Linked DNA regions of Rattus norvegicus: region 1 is linked to region 2. The links are chromatin contacts, called in public Hi-C maps. All regions are on one chromosome and are shown on one strand. The core of a region is the stretch at or near the end of the contact, and the rest is flanking DNA. Distances in the headings are between cores, read along the strand shown.

Evidence for each region. Hi-C and Micro-C count contacts between places; a contact is called where the count stands out from the background.
Region 1: a Hi-C map of Schwann cells shows a contact between it and region 2, with 6 times the contacts expected there. The contact joins two enhancer-like sites. A contact is called at or near these places in 4 of 12 Hi-C or Micro-C datasets (Schwann cells, liver and psoas muscle).

The regions. Positions count from the first base shown.
Region 1 is chr1:8,798,944-8,802,463 of GRCr8, reverse strand. The region is part of intron 50 of Utrn (utrophin); the gene reads left to right. Among named protein-coding and RNA genes, the nearest start is that of Utrn, 240 kb to the left of the region's middle. Within about 2 kb of position 2,118, at least 2 of the 93 cell types and tissues checked have an H3K27ac peak or open chromatin away from gene starts, as enhancers often do. A contact at or near this core is called in Schwann cells, where this site is marked.
Region 2 is chr1:7,653,909-7,657,465 of GRCr8, reverse strand. It overlaps Epm2a (EPM2A glucan phosphatase, laforin), which reads right to left. Exons shown (of 4, transcript NM_001276762.1): 3 at 3,212-3,453. Among named protein-coding and RNA genes, the nearest start is that of Epm2a, 110 kb to the right of the region's middle. Within about 2 kb of position 1,880, at least 49 of the 93 cell types and tissues checked have an H3K27ac peak or open chromatin away from gene starts, as enhancers often do. A contact at or near this core is called in Schwann cells, where this site is marked.

The DNA of each region.
Region 1 (3,520 bases), core at 869-3,368, 1.1 Mb before region 2:
ATGGGCATGTATGTGTATGTATACATGTGTGTACTGCATGTATGTCTGTGTGTGCACATGGGTATGTATGTGTATGCACATGTGTGTGTGCATGTACTCCTGTGTGCATACATGCACTGCATGTATGTGTGGGTGTGTGCACATGTATGCATGTGTATGTGCATATGTATATGCACATGTATGTATGCATGTGCGCCTATGTGTATGTGTGCATACATGAGTATATCCATGGGTGCCACTGTACTTGTATAGAGGTCAGAGAATCACTTGTAGGAGTTGGTTCTCTTTATCTGCTGCTTATGTTCCAGAACTCTAACTCAGGGTGCTAGGCTTTGGTAGAATGCACCTTTCTGCACCAAACCACTGTTTTTGACTTCTGATGATCATTGTTAGATTCTTTAACATGGTTCTGAAACTCCTTGAAGAAGATTCTATGGGGAGAGCATGAGAATGCATGTGTGTTAGTTACTGACTCAGGTTCTCACTAGGTACCCTAACAAACACACAGCTTTGCCAGAAGTTCAGGGTCAATGGCTGTGATCTTGGTGGTTTTATCAGTATAGCATTCTTATATCATGACATGTTCTTTGGATCAGTCTCATAACTAAAATAGGGAGGGAGGTGGGTTAAAAATAGCAGTGAGCAAGATACTTCTTCAAACTCATTCATGTGCAGAAATTCCATGGGTAAGAAGCATGGCTCTGTTTTTGGGTAAGCATTTCTGAAAAGTCGAGCACTTGCTTTGAAATAAGCAGTCTGCTTTGTTTAGCACCACTGAGGCTTGACTTTGTAAATACCCTAAAACAGTCCACAGCAGTTAAGTTAGATGGAAGAGGCAATTAAAAACAAATTATATTCCAAGGTGGTCTCTCATTTATCAAAGTTGAGATAGCCACAGAGCTCCAGTTTTGTCGTGGTGCAAACCCTTGCTTTAGTTCATTTTGTTTCTGAGTTGTTTTGGAAATGAGAATTCCTATTAATATTTAGACATGGCTTAGGTCGTATTGTTCTTTATGTCATTGGGGAAAATACAACAAAACCTTGGCTCACAGAATCCTTCCTGAGTGACGGCTACAGCTTCTATATCGAAATCGAGTGTCTTTCAAATCGTTAACTATCGTAAATACACACCTCTTGGGAATATATAAACTATTCCTTACTTTCTTAAGCAAGGTGCGAGATTATATTAACCTTCTTTTGTGTTTTTGACATTGCTCTTCTTAAGACAAACTTTAGACCAACATTTCTCCACTTTTAAAATTATCTTCCACAGGAAGCTTTTGAGACCCTGTCCCCCTTAAATTTTAGTGAATTATCCTGGGGACAGAGCAGAGTCTTACTGACATAGCTGAACTTGCAGTGTACCTCAGAGCAGGATCAAACTTGGAATTTTCCTGCATAGTCTTTGGAGCTTTATCAATAGTGAGTGTCCTGTGCTGTTTGCTTCCATATTCTATGCACTTAAGCTTTTTAGTGAGACAGGAAGTCAGTCAGTCCTTCTACTACTGCTCTGAGGGGTAGATCTACTTAGCAGTTCCTTTGAGAGCATGTGGGCCAGCCTAACACTGTCAAGCTCGGTGAAAATAAAAAGTCACACAGAACATGAACGACAGTTTCTTAAGATCGAAAGCCATGTTCTCAATTCTGAAACATGCATGACAAACTGAATCAGCTGCTGTCTCCTGTGAGTGGCTGCTGTGAGCGTCCCGGAGCTTTCTCATGGTCTCTCACCGCAGTAGGCAGTTCACACAGCTCTCCTATAGTTCGCCCACCATCTTAAAGGACAAGAAGCCTCCCCTTTAGCATTGCGTTGGCTGTACATGGCCGTACAGAGGTGGTAGAGAGTTCCCCAGAGTTACACAGCTCATCAAGCGTCTCTGGAATTCGAATTTTTGCCTTTTTGCCTACACAGCCAGGCTCTTACTTCCTTTACCAAGAGTTTATAATTTTTCTTCTTTGTTATCAGAGTGACAGCTCTGGCTGGTGAATGCTCTCTCTGTGCACTTGCTTCTCAGATCTGCGGTTCTATTTACTGGCACTTATCTGTGCTGTGTATGGAGAACAGATCAGATTAAAGATATGAGAGCGCGCATGAATAATAGAGCAAGCTCGAGCACATGACCACCGTGCCACTCTGATGTCCCCGACAGGCCTTTGTCATCACTTCCTCCTACTGCACAGCTGAGCTCTGAATATACATCATTGTCAGTGGAATTGTGCAGAGGTGAAGGGGTATCATACTTGCATATGCAATGATAATGTTAGTGGCTGTAATTCCTAAAGTTTAATATCAGCCTTCCGTTCAGATGAATTGAAACTGACCATTCACATTTAAAGGTCCTCATTCCCTTATCTGCAGTGTATAAGTCCCAAACATCCCCGATAATAGACAGCTGCCCTTTGATGTGAGGGCGGTAATTACAGTCTTTATGCAGTGGGTATAACTTCCTCCTGCGGCATAAAGATTACTATATTTAGTTGCTTCCGTAAATCTCCTAGAAGATGATCTGTAATATACATACATTCATTTTGAAAGGTGCAGGAATTCTTAGATCTCTGCTTTGCATTTTTAATGACACTTAACTAATTACTTATTGCAAATTTCGATAGTCAAAAGTGTTTGCACAAGTTGAGTAAACTTTATCTGAAATGCTTGGAACCAGAAGTGGTTTGGACTTGCGGGTATGTATTTACAGACACCTAGTGCCACGTATAGGAGATGATGCTCAAATCTAAACACAAAATTTATTATGTTTTAAACATACTATGTAAGTTGGGGAGTGTAGCATTTGTGAAGCCTTGTACCATACCAGCACCATATTTAATTAGCTAATAAAAATTCATGTATATTTTAAACATAAACCAGAAGGCAATTTATATATCATGTTAACTAGTTTTTAAAAATGAAACAGTAATTTCAACTGTGATGTTGCAGTAAATATTAAAAGAAAAGCTTCAGAAACCTAGAAACCTAGGAGCAGTCAGAGGCAGGACCCTTCTGGTTTCTGCCTGAGCCTAGAGCTGAAAGCCAGTTGCCAGGAACTCTGAGACACCTGAGAGCAGAGGTTAGATTGAATCTTCTGCTCCAAACTACCTGCCTGGTAACCTCAGGACACAAAAACACAGGAGCAGTCTGGGACAGCACACTTCCAGTTTCGGCTTTCAGAGCTGAACCTGTCCTGTACCCCTCTATACCCAAATCCCATAGGGTAAAGAGCTGAACTCTCAGAACTGCAGACATTTCTGAGAGCTCAGGGGAGATAACTATTTCTGCTCACATTCTTTGCCCAAGAGGAACCTGCCTAGTGCCCTCTGGATACAGGAACCTAAGAGCAGTCAGGGGCAAGGATCCTTCTGGTTTCTGCCTGCACCTGGAGCTGTACCCAGATCCCATGGACTGTCAGAAGTAAGGACAATTCTGAGAGCTGAGAGGGGACAACTACTTCTGTTCACATTCCTGGCCCAAGAGGAACCTGCCTAGTGCCCTCTGTTCCCTCTGGGTACAGGAACCTAGGACCCT
Region 2 (3,557 bases), core at 631-3,130:
AAATACATTTTATGAAATTCTCAGAATTAATAAAATCCTTCTAAACTTGTGACTACTCCTACAGTCTGTTATAGTAATCTCTATATAATAGAGATCCCATCCCTTGATGGCCAGTAGAGGAACAGACCTGCCTATACCACAAGCTAGCTAGCCCCCAAGGACAGCCAGGCTCCTGCCAGGTATTTAGGCTCCAAGGTCAGTGTTGCAGCAGAAAGGCAGAGGTAAATTGAGTCTGCTGAACGAGAAAATGACTGAAGCCGGGATAACAAAGCAACGCCCAGGGTCTTAGAACTCCCTGGGAAGGAAAGGGTTAAGCTGTTACAGGAACAGAGCAGAGATCAATACTCAATGGAACTTCCCCTGAGATAGGAGTTTAAATGAGCAAATACAGTTTATTTCTTTGATTTGGAGTTTTGGTGGTTTTTTTTTTCCCCCCATTCCCCAGGTGAAAGAGACAAACCTTAAAAAAAAAAAAAGAAGAAGAAGAAGAAGAAGTAGAACTGAAAGGGAAGAAGATGTCTAAGCCAGCCGTCCTTATATGACAAAATGTACAACAGGAAGGATCAATAGGACAATTGACTGCAGCCAGTCTATGACAATCGAGTCTAACAGACTCTCCTTCCAGACTTCGCCCGACAGCATTATGCAGCAGCTCGGAATGCTTCCAGACAGATCCTGCTCCTCCTCTTGGAGTTCTAAAAATACCCAGGTAGAGTAATCTATACGTGCCCTGGTCTGTAATTGTACGCTACATAGATTAATCTGTTGGGAGAAAGTCACCCTGCCACTCTGGAATGGTTAACTCTTTGATAAACTGTCAAGGTCCATCCGAACCAAAGAAATCCTTTCTTCAGTGTCAGAGTTTGGGCTACTGCAGTTGTGAGCTCCTTGGCTCTCACCCTGTTGCTGTTAGCTCTGCACGGAGCTACCATGGACACCCTGACCTGGTGACCCAGTGAGCCCCCACAGCCATGCTTTGAATACAATTACAATGGCTCCTAGCAGATAGATGACACCAAGCTACTGTGCAAATTGCCTTTTAACCTCAGACCCTTCAGTTAGCAGAGCATGGGATGGGGTGAGAGAGTAGCAGTGAGAATGAACGGCTCCATTGCTCCCTGCCGGTTTCCCTCCTGTTTACCCAAGTGGGCAACAAAGTTGCGAAATTAGAACCACAGAAGCCAAGTAAAAATCTCTGTGCTACACTCGAAAGCTCTAACAATTCTTTGTCTTAAAACCAGAGGAACAGTCTTCGGAGAGTTAATCTGTCCTTCTGTTTATGCAAACTGGTTTGTTTGGGGTTTGGCTCAAGAAAAGGCAGGGCTCTGAAATTCCACCTGAGGTTTCTGAAGGGTCAAGATGGCCAGTGAGGTGGGTTTCCTATGGCCCTCAGGGGCTCTGCTTTACAGACCTCTGGTTGCTGGGAGACAAACTATGTTGACTTCACTTGACTGCAACTCATCAAGAACTGAAATCATGTGGGCCTGGGAACACTGCTTGAAGCGCACAAAGAAACGGGTAGTTGCTACTTCGCAGCCCGGCTTTGGGAGCAGCAGTTCTGTGAGTCAGAATGACATACTTGAAATCTGGGACATGACTCTTTCCAGTCTTAGGTCCTGGTCCCATTACATAACCGTTTTTGTACCTATCTCTTCCTCTGCAAAATCCTCTTCCTCTGACTACAATGTCTGCCTAGAATCTTCTTGAAGCTGATGAATTAATCCATTTTGTTCCTGAGAGGTGTTGGGAGACATAGCATGCATTACACAGAGAGAGCTGAGTGGGGGAGAAATGTTTTCTAGCTTCCTGGCCAGGCTTCACTGCCAATTTTACCCAGAAGAACAAATCGCCAAACTCCCCAACCCCATGCACCCTCTACAGCTCTCTGCTGCCCCCTGCTGACACGTTATTAATACTGTCATCAGGAGGTCATTCTCTTACCAGAAAAGTTAGCCCTAATTTTCAGCAACTGTCAATCGTATCTGTAAATGGCTCTTCTACAAGTCCAAGCTTCTGTGCCCTTTTCTGTGCTCCTCCTTGCCCCCACATTGCCCTCTCTCTGCCCACATCTCCCCGTCCAAGCCAGGCCTACTTCAAATGCCATGAAAATTGTGTAGCCTGTCTATCTGCCCGTCTAGAGAAGCCATAATCTCCAGGGCACATGGCATCGTTCACTGTCCATTCTCCTCTGCGCTGTAATTGATTCTGAACTTGTCTTGCTGCTGCGTACTTACGTTGTCACAACTATGACTTATTTGCCTGCTTCCCCAGCGGTACCCGACCATGATAACCCATTCATAATGGCTGTTCTCGCATGCTTCCCAGTCCACGACGACTCACTACCGTGCTCCTCCCCACACCCTCGGTGCCTCACCTCCCAGTTATCACCCATTTTCCTGCACCCTCCTCACTGGATTGCCAGACCCAGCTCCAGTCTGTTCATGTAGCAAAAGAAATACTTCCGGTAAACAAACAAAGACAAAAAGAATCTACACATCCCCTGGCTTCTCCTTTCCCCTTCTCCTGTGACATCGTTCCTGTGACATCATTCCTGTGACATCATTCCTGTGACATCATTCCTGTGACATCATTCCTGTGACATCATTCCTGTGACATCGTTCCTATGACATCGCTGCAGTAGCTCAAGTCCTAAGGGTGCTTTCATATTCTCAGTTCTTTAGCCACATTGATCTTTCAGTTCACAACGCGACACATCCTCTCGGGGCATAAGACTCTTCTAAATTGCTTTCTCCCATCCTCTCCCATCTTGCCCTCTCCCCAGTCACTGCTCAGACGGTACCTCAGACATCACTACCTCAAAAGGCTCTCTAGATTATCTACACAAGCTCTCCAAACTATCTGTGTGTCTTTAAAACCAACCCGTTGTGCTTTTAAACCCCTACTTTAGTTCATTCATTAACACTTGCCACCCTTTAGAGACTATATGCTCTGTGTTCCCAGTCATCAGTGTAACGCCACCACACAGTAGATTACACACACACACACACACACACACACACACACACGTATATAAAGCCACATTAAACAGAATCCTGTCAAAGTGTTTAAACATATATTAAACCTAAATCCTTATGTTGATTCCATTTTTATAACTCACAGTTAAGGCATTCAGTTATAGATGACAGAAAGACAAACAGGAGCCCCTGAAGCAAGTTCCTCAGGAACCCAGAGTGCTCCTTCCAGCCCTTACCCTCAGTGCTCATGTCTGGAGTAGGCATCCAGATATAGGCCAAGCCTTCTTCCTTATACAGCTTCATCATGGTGTCTGGAGTCATGGGTTCCGGGTAGCGGTTGCAGCCTGAAGAATTCTGGATGATATCCCATTCAGTCTGGAAATTCATGACAGCCGTAATTCCCAGTTCATGCTTCAGTTTGATGGTCACATGCTCCAGTTGTCGAGGGCAGCTACCCAACCAGATATTTGGTAGAATTCTAGAAAGATCATACAGGGTCAACCATTACTAAGGTTCTAACTTGAGTTTTCAGTATCTGCATGTAACATATACTATTTAAGTACAATTACTCTTTCAATCTGA